Linked DNA regions of Mus musculus: region 1 is linked to region 2. A link is a contact called in public HiChIP or PLAC-seq data. All regions are on one chromosome and are shown on one strand. The core of a region is the stretch at or near the end of the contact, and the rest is flanking DNA. Distances in the headings are between cores, read along the strand shown. Region 1 overlaps Snx31 (sorting nexin 31). Region 2 holds the start of Vps13b (vacuolar protein sorting 13B).

Region 1 (7,074 bases), core at 1,785-4,284, 1.1 Mb before region 2:
TATCATATTCTGTGGATCTCTGATGCTTTTGAAGGTTACATATAAAGCATAACTGAATTATCAAACATTAATTATTCTTCGCTATTTACTATTTGAATAATCTTGAAAACATTTGTAATTAACTAAATTAGAATCTAATATGATCATGAGTTTCACTATCTGACTATTAACTTGCATTAGTTAATCATCCTAGACAGCTTATAATAGCAGCCATTAGAAAGATTGGGTCTAATCCTTTGAATTCTTAAATAAGATACATAGGCATAATGCCTATCTAAGAGTAACAATAGTAAATTTAAATTTTGTATAAATATACAAAATTTTATCCCAATGAAAACCTTAAACCAACGTAAGAAATTATAACTTTAATTTTGTATCCAAGATAAAGATTTCTATCAATGTAGGATTATGGCTATACAATATTTTGCTTAAGAGTAAATTTAATAACCTATTCCTATTTGTCTATTTCTTTAATTTTATAATACTACATATCCACCTTTCTTTTCCACCCCTATCCTTCATCTAAGAAAGAAGGGAAGAGAAGAGGAAAGAAAGGGCAGAAATCCCAGAGTCTAAGCTCTCTAGTTTCCTCTCTGTCCAAAGCTACAACATTGTAAAGTCTCCCTTAAATGGCAACATATCTATAATTCTTTTTTTTTTTTTTTTTTTGTTTTTTGTTTTTGGTTTTTCGAGACAGGGTTTCTCTGTATAGCCCTGGCTGTCCTGGAACTCACTCTGTAGACCAGGCTGGCCTCGAACTCAGAAATCCGCCTGCCTCTGCCTCCCAAGTGCTGGGATTAAAGGCGTGCGCCACCACTGCCCGGCCTATAATTCTTAAACAACCAGAACCATCCACCTCAACTTAAGGAACTGGGAAGATGCTCTTCTTTTGTTTGCTTCTAGCTGAATTGGGGCAAATAATTCCCTCTGGGGGCCCAGAGGGAAACAGGAAACTTGACCTTGTTAAAGGAAGGCTAGCCGGCATCTTTTGCCATCCAGTCTCTATGTGCTGAGAAAGTTCATGGCTTAGCTGATGTCCTGACTATAACTGTCTGAAAGGCTGAAGGGTCAAGATGTTCTGGAACTGTTCTGGAAGCAAGTCTTTAGGGGAAACAGCTTTGATGTGGTTGAAGTAGAGTCAAGCAAGGAGCTGGAATGGAAGGTCCCAGAATCTCAGCATCCCGGAGTGTGAATCTTCTCAGGGCTGTCTTCCTCCTCTTCCATTCTGCAACATCTAAGCAACACATAGTTCTGTAAAGACATTCGTATGGAATGTGCAAGGTGCACAGATCAGTTAAGGAAGATCAATAAGAAGATAACTGCCTTTCTTTAAAGGTTAGTTTGATCACATAATCAAACTACAATATAAATTTCCACTTATGGTGGATGGTTCTGGTTATTTAGGAATTATAGATGGTATGTAATAATAAGTCATGAGAATTTTGTGCCAAATAAGAGTTGTTGGCTGTGTATAGACATTTAAGTGCCATCTGGTCCCAGAGCTGTCCCTGTGAATAGAGACATGTATATCACCTGTCTTGTAATCTTGTCAATCTTCTTCTTCTTGTCCATAGCCAAGGTCTTCAGTGGGTCTCCATTTGTCATGCCTGATTTTTATCAACTTAGAAGGAACCCATAGCATTTCTTTTCCAGTGGAAATATAGGCATAACCCCTTCCCCAGCATAACATATTTCCTGCTTTCCATCCTTAAAATAAACAGGCTGGTTTAGTTCAGCAGTTTTTTCTACAATCATCAGACATAGTTTTTTGTTCATTAGCATTTTAAAAATTTAAGGTTAATGAAGCACTATGTAATCTATCTCTGGGGGGTCTTTGCTGTATATGAACAGGGTAAACTAAAGTTTGTTTTCTAACAACCTTTGGTTGGCTTTCTCTAATTTTACCTTCTGTTTCTACCTGAACATTTTCCCTAATTAATATTTTAAGTTCCTCCCTTAAGTCTGTGCCCATGCTTCATATCTCCTTTTGTTGTTCCTCCTGTTCCATAAGTTCCTGTATTCTCTGTTTAAGGTTCTGCTTCCATATTTTAATTTGTTTTTAATATTGTAATTCTGAAGTTCTGCTGTTTATTTTATTTTGATTGATTAATTTTAAAAGGTTCTCCTCCAAGCCTTGCTTCTAATATCCATTATTCTTTCTCTGCAGCTCAATCTAGTCTGTGAACTTGTGTATCTTTTGTTTAAACATCCTTTCCAGCTCCTGTCTCCAACCTTCATTTTCCTCGCTCTGTTGCTTATCACGACAGATAAATTCCTCTACCTTTAGTTCTAGTGTTTCCTCTAGGACATGTTGCTAAGCCTTAGATTTCTCATTCTGTTGTTCATATAAATTCCTATATCTTCTGTTATAGGCCCTGCTTCCATGATTTTAATTTTTCTTTATGCTGTAATTTTGATATTGTTGTATCTGCCTTATGTTGATTTACTACCCTTAGTAAATCATCCTCTAGGCTCTGCTTCCAAATTTTATCACTATCTCCTTGCTGTTCAGTCTGATCTATGAAATTCTTCTTCTTTTGTTAAAGCATCTCTTCCAGCTCTTGTTTCTAATCTTCATTTATCTCTCTCTGTCACTTATCATGACCTATAAATTCCTGTTCCTTTAGTTCCAGTGTTTCCTCTAATCCCTTTTCTAAGCCTCGTCACTTTTTATCTAGGGCCCTGACTTAAAAAAAAAAAAACAAAACAACACAGTACCAAGATACTTAAAATTGTAATAATAACTAGGAAGGTGTCAATTTCCTTTAAATTCATCCCTGTTGAACCATCCAAAATATCTTCCCATAAAATCATAAAGAGGTATTTATTGTGGTTTTCATCTTTAAGTATCTAATATATAGATAGATATATAGCTATATACATAAATAATCAGTTTATACTTCTTATTACCTGATCTGGAGCTTCTTGTGCCTTTGTCTTTCTTTCTATTGTTCAGCTTGGGACACTGCAGTTTGCTTCTAGCTGTCCTGTCTTTATTTGGGTTGTGGCCAGTTGCATTTCCGCTGATCTCAGACAGTCTGTAGTACTGGCTGTTGGTAGAACAGATCTGGCTGTCTTGTGTCCTCTTTAGATGTGGGGCATATGGGAAAGTGAGCACGGAAAGGCTTGCTCAGGTGCAGATGCCTGGGTCAGCCCGCTGTGCCTATGATAAGGCCTCTGAAGGCTCACAGCTGTGTCTTCACAGGCAGTCACATCCCAGGGTCCTTAGTCCTTCTTTAAGCTCAAAGATTCCCAACCATGTTGTAGCACTGTCTAAGTCCCAGCTCTGGGCTGGATTGCTACCTCTGGTTGTAGCAGTTTGCTTGGGGCTTGGGGCAGGAGCCTCTCAGTTAGTTATCTGAAAACCCCTTAGCCCTACTTGATGTTTAATATCTACCCTGATGCAGATTTAGAGCTTACATTGGAGGTGGGGGAGCTTTTATCTTAGGTTAGTTCAGTTCTAAGACCCACATTGGGTGCCAAATAGTGTAGATTTCTAACTCCAATAAGGCTGTATAAAAATACACAATCTAGTTATTATATTTATACGTTTGTTTCTAGATTGGGCAGATCTAGCACTGTACTGACTTATTTCCCAGCTATGAGACCCTTTGCTACTTGCAGTTTCTCCTGGCCACGTGGTTCTGCTCCATCTTGGCTTCCCTCTCCTCTTTTCCACCTTCCCCCTCTCTGTCCTCTCTCTCCCCTACCTGCCATCTCAAAGATCTCCTGCCCCACCATTCCCCTTCATTGCCCAATCACAGGTTTTAGCCTTTATTGACCAGTTAAAATGGAGAGAAGGGTCATATGAGATCACCTGAGTATGGGGTCAACTGCTTATCAGGGGCAATCCCTCTTGAGAAAGCAGAATTAACATCAGAATTCAAACAACATAAGGACATTTCACAACAGTTCAGGATTTAAGCCATTTGTTGAGTATATGCCTTGCCCAGGATCCTGAGTGATATTTACAAATAACAATGCGATACTATGGCTATCTATCTACCTATCTATTATTATTATTATCATCATCATTATTATTACTTTAAACCCTGCCCTCAGCCCAGGTTATCACTTCCCTCCTCTGGGTCCCTAACAGCTGCACCTTATTCACTCAAGGCCCAGCCCAAACCTTCACTCTGGTTCTGGTTTGATTAATTTTGCCTTTTGTCTGCCCAAAGCCCCACATGGCTTTGTTTCAGTGAATTCATCAGAACTGCATAGATGATCTCAGGACCTTGAAGGACATTTTGTTTCCTTTGAAATTCTTTTAAAGGCTGTGTTCAATTACAGGATCCACAGACAGCCACCATTGTTAGATAGAAGTTTCCTGTCACTTTGGTGACTTCAATTCTGCCATAGGAACAGCAGGCAAGCAGATGTGAAGCAGACAGGTGTGCAGATGTGCAGATGTGAGGCAGGTGTGCAGATGTGAGGCAGGTGTGCAGATGTGAAGCAGGTGTGCAGATGTGAGACAGGTGTGCAGATGTCAGGCAGGAGTGGAGATGCCAGGCAGGTGTGCAGCTGCCAGGCAGGTGTGGAGGTGTGGATACTCCATGACTGGCGGTTGTAGGGTCATTAGAAATATGACTGTGGAGAGGGAGACATGTCAATTAATGATTATTCATGTGCTTGCTTCTTTGAGCTGTGCTGACATTTTGCAAATCTATTTAGCAGATCGAGGTTCCAGAACAAGGCAGAAGTAAAAAGCACCCGAGCCAACCTAGCCAGGTCTGTGAGTAAAGTGACATCATTGATGTGCTATAATTTATTATATAACATCCCCCCCCCCAGTCTACTTTAAGCAAAGTCACTGGCATCCAAGCCTAAGTTAGATAGCTTCCTGCTTCTTAGAAGTCCCTATGTGGATGGGGTGGGAGAGGGACAGGCCCAGACTGCCTGTTTCTACTGCTGCTTTAGCTGGGCTCAGGACAAAAAAAATTTGGGACACAAAATTCCTCTGTGATTGTCTTCATCTTGAGCACTCATGGAAAATCCTCTTTCTATTTAAAAGATTTTGATTTATCAGTGTATTTTAGTCTCATGAATTTTCTGCAATGTGAAGCCACTTTTACATTTGTAAGTTCTCTTGCACATTAGTTCTGTGGTGCAGGAAAGACTATTGGTAGGGAACACTATTAAAAATCAGCCAAGCCTCATGTGCACTTTTCTGTAAGTTAATACTCTCATCCTCTTGCATGTTGCAAATCCACTGAGGAAACTTGACACAGAGAGATCAAGTGCCCAAACAAAAGTTGAACAGTAATGGACAGTGGAAGAAAACAGGGTCTCTGCCCCCAGAACCATTCTCTTAATTACCCTGCCAACCCTTCTGTCTATGTCTAAATTCCAGGGAGACAAAATGAATGAGACAAAGGCACCCTATAACTAGCATTGTAATGGGATTGCTATTGAGCCTGCACCTGGTACAGGGTCTGGTGGATGTATACATGTGCCTATACAGAAAGAGACCCTTAAAATAGGTTAAATAGAGAAGATGCTTTTCTTTAATAAATGAGCTCAGGAAACAGCACGGTGCTGGTGGTGAGGTGGTCCCAGTTAAGAGTGCCTGCTGCTTTAGCCTCGCACCCTGGGTTCAATCCCTGGGTCCCACAGTTGAAGGAGAAAACTGATGGGTGAAAGCTGTCCTTTGACTTCCACTTGTGTGCACACATAGAGAAATTATTAATAATAACAGCAGTAACAAGAATAGCAATAATAAACAACTAGGCCAGCTATAGGAGGCAGAAAGATGGCTCAAGCCAGTGATTGCAGGGAAAAGCTGCTGTAGTGGCCCCAGCATTCACCGTGAGATAGGAGGCAGAGACTGGAGAACTGCCCGGAAACCTGAGGGCCACCCTGCCCGGAGCACACAAAGAGGGAGAAACGTGGTGGAAGCAGAGAACTGACTCCCCAGAATTGTCCCTCGACTTCCACATGTGCATCTGGCGGCCTGCACGCACACATACACTAACAATAAATAAAGAATTAAATCTTTATACACAAACTTCCTCTTTCATAATAGCTAACCTGTCATGCCTGCTCTTTTCAGACAGACCCAAACCCTAAGTGTGTGCTAGGTAATCCTCGAGTGTGGCCGACAAGGCTGATTCTTGGTATTTACCGTAAGGCCAGGTGTAGCAGAACTGGGGTGAGAACCTTGAAAGTCAGCTTTATCACAAACGCCGTAGAGAGACTCAGTGCGTGCTTTTAGTTTCTTTATCTGCAAAGGTAGGTGATTATCAACCCAGTGTTCATGCATTTGCACAGCATGCTGATAGCCAGCCTCTAGGATCTCAGCCTTGGCTGCACATCAGCATCAACCTTCTGGAGAATTCTGAAAGCCAGTGATGGCTGGCTCACCGCAGAGTCCGGTTCAGCTGGAGCTGAGGGGTTAGCTTAGTCCATAAGCACTCGCGGTGCAAATCTGAGGTCTGTGTGAAGGCTGGGAGTGGGAGCGTGCACACAGGATCCCAGCACTGGGGAGTCAGACCCTCCAGGTATCCCAGAGACTTGTGAGAGATGCTGACTTGTAAAATAACGCTTTGAGAGCTCATTAAGTCCTGAAGGCAGATACCGTCTTAAGATGCTTTACACGATACTTTAAAAAGTTTGTGTTTCTGTGCACAAGAAAATGAAGTGAAGAACTGAAATTCACAGGACTGTGAAAGGATAGTGAGGAACAAGGCAGGCAGGAGTTAGTTAATGTAGCCTGGGCGGCACCCCAGAGCCTAGAGAGCTTCCTGAGCAAGCCTGCAGGGGGTGCTGTCCTCAGTCTCCCCAGAAGGGCACCTCCCCCAGTGCAGGATAAAAGTGCCTTTTAAAGTCATCCTTGCTTAAACAGATATAACCTTTTGCTTCTCTTTTGATAGTATTTCAAACTCCTTGAGCATTTTCTTGTTGTTACTGTGGAAGTTTCTCCCTCTAGTTTACATTTCTACCTATTTATTTTTCAGCAGAAAGTCTATTTTAATTTTCTGAGAAAAGGCAAGATGAAGAGATCCGAAGGTGACTATGTTTGGGATACCCTGATGGAAGAAGGTCTCTGAAGGAATCTCATCTCTACGGCTGTCT
Region 2 (7,457 bases), core at 1,710-4,209:
CTGACACCTCTTTGACTTCCAAGGACAAGAGGAACACATGTAGTACATAGACATACATGCAGACAAAACATTCATACACCTTAAATAAATTTTTTAAAGTAAAAATAAAGAAATAATAGTGGATGGTTGGCAAGATAGCTCAGCAGGTCAGGTTTAGTGCCTGTGAGCTTCTGGGTTCAATACTCAGAGCCAAAAGCAACATAAAATAAATTCCCACACAACAATTAGGAAAGGCAAATATTCACATTCTCAAGAAACCCAGAGAATTTACAAAAGATATCCACATAACCAGCCAATACATATAGAAATATTCAAATAAAATACAATGGCACATCACTACACATCCATCAGAAAGCCAAAGATTTAAAGCAACAAACATACCAAGTAGGAGAAAAATTGGGAAATATTTAAAACCATAAGTAAGACTGTAAATTAATACACTCTGTTAAACTATTAACAATACATATTGAAATCAGACATGTGCCTACCTCCTAGATATACTTTAGGGAAACTAATGCTTATGTATATAAATATGCACACAAGAGATTGTTCATAGACACATTATGTTCATAGCCAGCAATATAAAGAAGTGAAAGTTCTACTGACAGAACAGATAAACTGTGACATCTTACAAAATGGAATACAAAAGCAACACAAAGAACAAGCTGCTGCTGACTCAGCACTATGGGTTCATCAAAACAGCAGCAGCAGCAGGAGGAGGAGGAGGAGGAGGAAGAGGAAAAGGAGGAGGAAGAAGAGGAAAAGGAAGAGGAGGAGGAGGGAGAAGAAAGCACCAGTAGCTGCTAGGCAGAAATCACTTCTATTTACCTGAAGCTCAATAGGTTAAAACCCAAACACCTCCTTCACGAAAATCTAACTGCTATGGCATGCGGCTCAGCAGCAGAAGGCCTGGCCAGCATGCAGGCAGTGCTAAGTCCAGTCCTTCATCTGAGTAACACAAAAGTGCAGAAATGAGACCAGCAGTGTCTTGGGAGTCTGGTGTGGTGGGCACACAGGTACATCTTGTAGGGTGCTAGAGACACCCCTGCCTTCATCATGATGGTGAATTCACAGGTATTTCCATACTTAAAGTTCAACAATCATACTTAGGATTTGTTCTCATTTTTAAAAACTAAAATGAAAATATCAAAGACATCCAATAACGTTTGCAGAAAATGGGGAAAGCTGGTTTTCTTAGTGCTTTGTCTGGATTATCCAATAACAAGAGTACGCCATGAAAAGTATTGATAACCATCCCCCCCATCAGCTCAAGCCTCTCCTACAAAGCAGCTGCTCTCTGGCTCTTGCGCTCCCGCAGATAATGTGTATACACATAGCTCAAGCATATGAGAAGTACTTGGCATATGTCATTGATAAATGTGGTAAGTGAATTATTGAGTATGTGAACTTTGAAGTCAGAGTTATTTGCATCAGATCATTCCAATGCCAAACCAAAAAAAAAAAAAAAAAAAAAAAAGAAAAAACCTTAAAAAGTGATTAGTAAAGATGTTTCCAGTTTTACCATCATTCTCAACCTGTGTCTAGTCAATCTGAGGATCCATGAGTGATGTCATTTCTCCTGGTAAAAGGAACAGAACTTTACATGTGCGTGCTCTTGCTGTTTTTCACACTCGCCCACTGACCCAAAAGAAGAACAAGCATGTAATGTTTCCCCGTTTCATATGACATTGTAAGAGTGTGCATATTTGGCAGTGCTTGAGAACTGAGTAAACAAGCTGAAATTTCTATCGGCTGAAAAAATGTTGGGGAATCCTAACAGAATAAGCCCTTACGAGGCAAAAAGCCTTGTATTTGTTTGTTTGTTTGTTTGTTTGTTTTCTATAAAATGAAGTCTCTAACTACACAGTAGGCAAAACACGCTAACAGGAAATTTATTATCATTCAAAACATACTAGACAGGCTATGTCTATCAAGACGAAGATGTTCCGATGGCAGCTGTACTGCTTACCTGTTCCAGAACGTCCAACTTTAACTCGAGTTTGCTGAGAACCACGTCCCCACCCCATAGTGAAAGCTGGAGATCTGAAGGTTTTAAGTTCTTGATATAGCGATTCACATAACTCATTAAAATTGGAGTTACGTACGACTCCAGCATCTTCAAATTTAAGCGTCGAAGTCAGATCCTGAAAAGGGTAAAGACGGAAATTTTGTAAGTAACTGAATCGACAGGCAGCAACTGGAAATGCACTTCTCAGGAAGCTTGGCAAGGCCGCTCTCCCGGATCGCCCGCCCGCCCTCCGGGTCCGGGCGCGAGCTCCCCGCTAACTGAGCGCCTCACCTGACGAGGAGTAGGCAGAGAGGCTGGAGGCGGCCGGCCCCCGGGCGTGGGAGGACAGCACGTCCTGCTTCACTCCTACCCTAGCGCAGCCCAGCCAGAGGCGGTCGACTCCCGGAACGCAGGCGGATCTCCGGCCATAGGACCGAGCTGGCGTCAGGCCCGCTGCTGCCGCCGCCGCCGCACCCGCTCCAAGGTAAACACGCCACAGAGCGGCGGCGTGCGCTCTTCCTCCGGGTACCTGGCGTCCGCCGCGGAAACGCCTCACGCGTTCCGCGCCACTTCCGGGTGTGCGGGCTTCGCCGTCCGTCAGGTTTCCGCGGTGGGGACAAGGACCCCGCGCGTCTGCCTGCCTGGGACGACTCCGGCTTGGCTAGGCCGGGATCCCCGCTGCCACCGCTCTGGGTTAGGAATTAACTCTACGAAGAGCTCGGTGCGGGATGCGGACCGGTAAAGTGGAAGCACCGGCGATCCGGAAGTGGCGCTGCAGGGACACGGCGATGGCCGGGACGTGACCCAATACTGCCCAAGAGGCTTAGTAGTCGGAGGCGGCAGGAACGCAGGGTGCCGTGGAGGCGGGAGAAGTAGCCTTCGTTCTTCAAGCCCAGAAAATTGAGAAACGGTTGTTTTCCGTGGCTACTGGAAGAACTGGAAAGAGGAACTGGGATTCGGTAGGGTGGAGGTCAAAGACAGGTGGGAGGAGCTAAGAAAGGCGGAAGATTTAAATTTACTGCTGAAGTTTTTTTGCAAGGCCGGGAAAGTGGACGTGGGTACACAGTTGAGATCAGGGGTGAACAGCTTAAAAGAGTGAGCTTAAACCATACTGTACATAATCTCGTTCTCAAAGCAGAGGTGAAATAGCCCCTAGTTAGTGTGCATAGGGTGCATGGAATGGAGAGGACTGGCCTACCGTCTAATATGGAGGTCCCCAAAAAGCTGAGAGAATGTGAAAATAAGAGTCCTGAGCCAAAAGTGAAATAAGTGGTAAGGACAGTGTGGATTATGTTACGATGAAATAGATGTATAGATGTTAGTAGTGGTAACTTGTGGGCTAACAGCAATAACTCAAACATCTACCTTAGAAGATAATAGACTGAGTGGATAGAAATAGCATGGGATATGCTGCCTTTTTTTTTTTTTTAAACCAGCCTCTCTTAATTTTAGGTAACTTTTGAAGAAAACATAGTGTCTTGAAAATAGTTTTCCTTTATAGGTTATTCAATGCCCACTCATAAAACTTTTGAAATTAAAAAAAAATACTATTTCTTGAGAGAATTGGAGATTGCTATAGAAAATGGTATTCGTGAGACTGCCAAAGTTCATTTTAATAGTGAAAATAATGAATTAGATTTCGCAGGCAGAAAAAACAGCAAGCAATTGCTAATTCACAGCAGCTGCTTCCTCAAAAGCCTTAATAAATGACCATGTAATGTGAATGTTATGAAAGCCTAATTAGCAAAATAAACATTTTTCTTGTTACCCAAAATACTTGAACAGCAACTAGGTTGAATCCATGGCTGAGAAGTTTTAATATTAAAATTCCCATAAATCTATACATGTGTGACAATCTAATAAAACACTATCAGGATGTTACTCAGATGCTTAAAATAATATATAGAGTGCTAAACATGAAGTTTTTCTTTTATATCCAGAAAAAAGGTGCCAAATCCCTAGCCTAAAAACATTATCTGGATACAATTTGTTTGTTTACTAAAAGTTAATCATTTTCAACCCATGAGTGTTGTTCTATAATCAAAGTAAGTTTAATTCATTTGTATTATTATTGTTTGTCAAATGAGTAGGCTTCTCCAAAGATCCTCTGTTCTCACATCTTTTTTAAGATTTATTTATTTATTATATGTAAGTACACTGTAGCTATCTTCAGACACCCCTGAAGAGGGCAGCAGGTCTCATTATGGATGGTTGTGAGCCACCATGTGGTTGCTGGGATTTGAACTCAGGACCTTCAGAAGAGCAGTCAATGCTCTTAACCACTGAGCCATCTCTCCAAACCTCTCACATCTTTTCTAAGGCAATATACATAAACACAATATATTTTTGAAGTCTCTTCTGAAAGACCATGAGGCAAATTGGGTAGACAGTAAATCTACAGAAGTAGGTCTCAATCTAGCTCAGAACAGGCTGCTTAGCAGAAACTTTCTCACCATTAAATATACTATTAGCTGTAGGATTTTTGTAGACCTATGTTAGCAAGTGGAGAAAGTTCTCTGTTTCAAGCTTGTGTGTGTGTGTGTGTGTGTGTGTGTGTGTGTGTGTGTGTTTCGTGAGTTAAGTGGATCACCTCCAAAGAAGAAATAGAATAAAACAGGAACAGAATTCAGAGTACTACAATCATATCTGCAATATTTTATCTTAAAATACTTGATGCTAGAATGGTGTTTCTCAGAAATTATTAATGTCCAGGGCCGGTGAGATAGCTCAGCCAGTAAAGACACTTGCTGTCAAGCCTGACAGTCATAGTTGGTTCCTGGAGGTCACACAGTTAGAAGAGAGCATTTGACTGCTACAACTCTTCTCTGGCTTCTGACATGCACTTATACAAATAAGTGTAATAAAATAGTTTTAATTATGTTCCACTTCCTCCATAAGGTTTATAAGCACTTAGTTATCTGAATCATTCACAGTAAAATGTAAAGAACAGTCTACATTGCCCTCAACATTCTGATCTTCAAAGGTTCAGCAGAAAAGCCCACTGAGCTCTCAACACTCAGGCACTTTTCTAACCCAAACTTCCAGATCCTTCCACAATCCTCTCCAAAACAAATAAACCCTTTCCTTCCCAAGTTGCTTTTGGTCATGGGGTTTTATCATAACAATAGTAACCCTCACCAAGACACACATTAAATTTTAAAAATCAAATATTTTTCCTATAGAACTTAATTTAAAATATCTCCACAAATTTGTTTATAGCACCCCATTCAGAAGATGGAGCCTGATTCTTATGCCTGGATGTATTGGAGGTATTTAGTGACTCACTTCTGAAAAATACACTGTGGCAGAAATGACAGTGTGTGACTTCTTCAAGTAAGATGTAAGAGGGACTGTTGATATGGTAGGATTTGCTCTGAAGGAAGCCAGCTGCCGAATGTGATACTCAGGCTACACAGTGGGCAAGGCCCCGTGATGAGAAACAGCTTCTGTGCTTGATTGAGATTTCGTTCTTCAGATGCTGAACCTCTAGCTGTGCTTGGCCACCTCGGGAAAAAACTCTGAGCCAGAACCTCCTCTTTATCACAGCCAGGGAAAGTGCCCCTGAATTTGAGAACTCCATTAGAAACTATGAGGTAATAAATATTTGGTTTTAGCCTATATTTTGGCATAGTTTTTGGTTTGGGGCTTGGTTTGGTTTGGTTTGGTTTTGAGACAAGGTCGCTGTATAGCCTTGACTATCCTGGAACTCAACTGTGTAAATAGGCTTCAAACTCAGAGATCTATCTGCCTCTGCTTCCTGAGTACTGGGATTAAAGAGCTGTGCCACCACCAACAGACATTTTGGTATAATTTCTTATATGATATTTCAAGGGGTAGGGCTGAGGATAATGCTTCCTTGGGTGAGATAAACCCTTGAGAATCTACAGGTTCAAATTTCTGACTTCAGTGTTGTCCTCCCACACATCCCATGCCAAGTTGTAGGATCCCAGTCTTTACCGATTAATGTCTTTACTTTAACCACTGAATTGCTCTGAGGCTAGGACTTGAGTTTCAGCTACTCTAATAATGAAAACTTCAGCTGGATTTTTCTGCAGCTTGGAACTATGGGAAAGAAAATTCTCTCCCAGTACACACTTAGAAACCATTAGACTGTTTATATGAATCTGGAGACAGTCAATTTGTCAGTACATTAATCCTCCAGAGCAGCCAACCAGCAGCAGCATCTCCCTTATTTTTCACAAAATTTACAACAGTTTCATATACAGAGGCAATAAAACCATTGCCACCCACAATTGGTGAATCAAGATAATCAAATGTCCCATTTATCGATCCTCGGTCTTACAGCAAAAGCCATTGCTGTTCTGTTCAGGAATTTTTCCCCTGTTCTTTTCCCCACTTTCTCCTATATAAGTTTCAGTGTCTCTGGTTTTATGTGGAGTTCCTTGATCCACTTAGACTTGTGCTTTGTACAAGGAGATAAGAATGGATCAATTCGAATTCTTCTACATGATAATCACCAGTTGTGCCAGCAACATTTGAAAATGCTCTTTCCACTGGATGGTTTTAGCTTCTTTGTCAAAGATGAAGTAACCACAGGTGTGTGGGTTCATTTCTGGGTCTTCAATTGTATTCCATTGATCTACCTGTCTGTCACTGTACCAGTACCATGCAGCTTTAATCACAATTGCTCTGAAGTACAGCTTGAGGTCAGGCATGGTGATTCCACCAGAGGAATTATGATTTAGAAGAGTTTTTGCTATCCTAGGTTTTTTGTTATTCCAGATGAATTTGCAAATTGCCCTTTCTAACTCAGTAAAGAATTGAGTTGGAATTTTATTGGGATTGCATTGAATCTGTAGATTGCTTTCCACAAGATAGCCAGTTTTACTATGTTAATCCTGCCAATCCATGAGCATGGGAGATCTTTCCATCTTCTGAGATCTTCGATTTCTTCCTTCAGAGACTTGAAGTTCTTATCATACAGATCTTTCACTTCCTTAGTTAAAGTTACACCAAGGTACTTTATATTATTTGTGATTATTGTGAAGGGTGTTGCTACCCTAATTTGTTTCTCAGCCTGTTTATCCTTTGAGTAGAGAAATGCCACTGATTTGTTTGAGTTAATTTTATATCCAGCTATGTCACTGAAGGTTATCAGGTTTAGGAGTTTTCTGGTAGAATTTTTAGAGTCAGTTATATATACTATCATATTATCTGCAAATAGTGATATTTTGACTTCTTCTTTTCCAATTTGTATCCCCTTGATCTCCTTTTGTTGTCTAGTTGCTCTGGCTAGGACTTCAAGTACTATATTGAATAGTAGGCAGCCTTGTCTAGTCCCTGATTTTACTGGGATTGCTTCAAGTTTCTCTCCAATTAGTTACAAAGCATCTATAAGGCAAAAGACACCGTCAATAAGACAAAAAGGCCACCAACAGATTGGGAAAGGATCTTTACCAATCCTAAATCTGATAGGGGACTAATATCC

What was found. HiChIP or PLAC-seq counts read pairs in DNA pulled down with a chosen protein or histone mark.
Region 1: a contact with region 2 is called in an H3K27ac HiChIP or PLAC-seq map of microglia, with 6 times the contacts expected there. The contact joins the enhancer-like site here to the promoter of Vps13b in region 2. A contact is called at or near these places in 3 of 115 datasets of contacts at active chromatin or transcription factors (embryonic stem cells, large pre-B cells and microglia) and 2 of 9 other capture datasets (adipose tissue and liver).

Annotation. Positions count from the first base shown.
Region 1 is chr15:36,505,356-36,512,429 of GRCm38.p6, reverse strand. Snx31 (sorting nexin 31) reads left to right here. Exons shown (of 14, transcript NM_001347022.2): 13 at 4,675-4,731; 14 at 6,957-7,074. The coding sequence ends at 7,049. Among named protein-coding and RNA genes, the nearest start is that of Ankrd46, 12 kb to the right of the region's middle. Within about 2 kb of position 3,034, at least 1 of the 459 cell types and tissues checked has an H3K27ac peak or open chromatin away from gene starts, as enhancers often do. A contact at or near this core is called in microglia, where this site is marked.
Region 2 is chr15:35,366,620-35,374,076 of GRCm38.p6, reverse strand. It overlaps Vps13b (vacuolar protein sorting 13B), which reads right to left and starts at 2,959. Exons shown (of 62, transcript NM_177151.4): 1 at 2,300-2,959; 2 at 1,970-2,144. The coding sequence starts at 2,116. LOC115488525 (a long non-coding RNA gene) reads left to right here. Exons shown (of 2, transcript XR_003951638.1): 1 at 1-1,382; 2 at 1,917-3,849.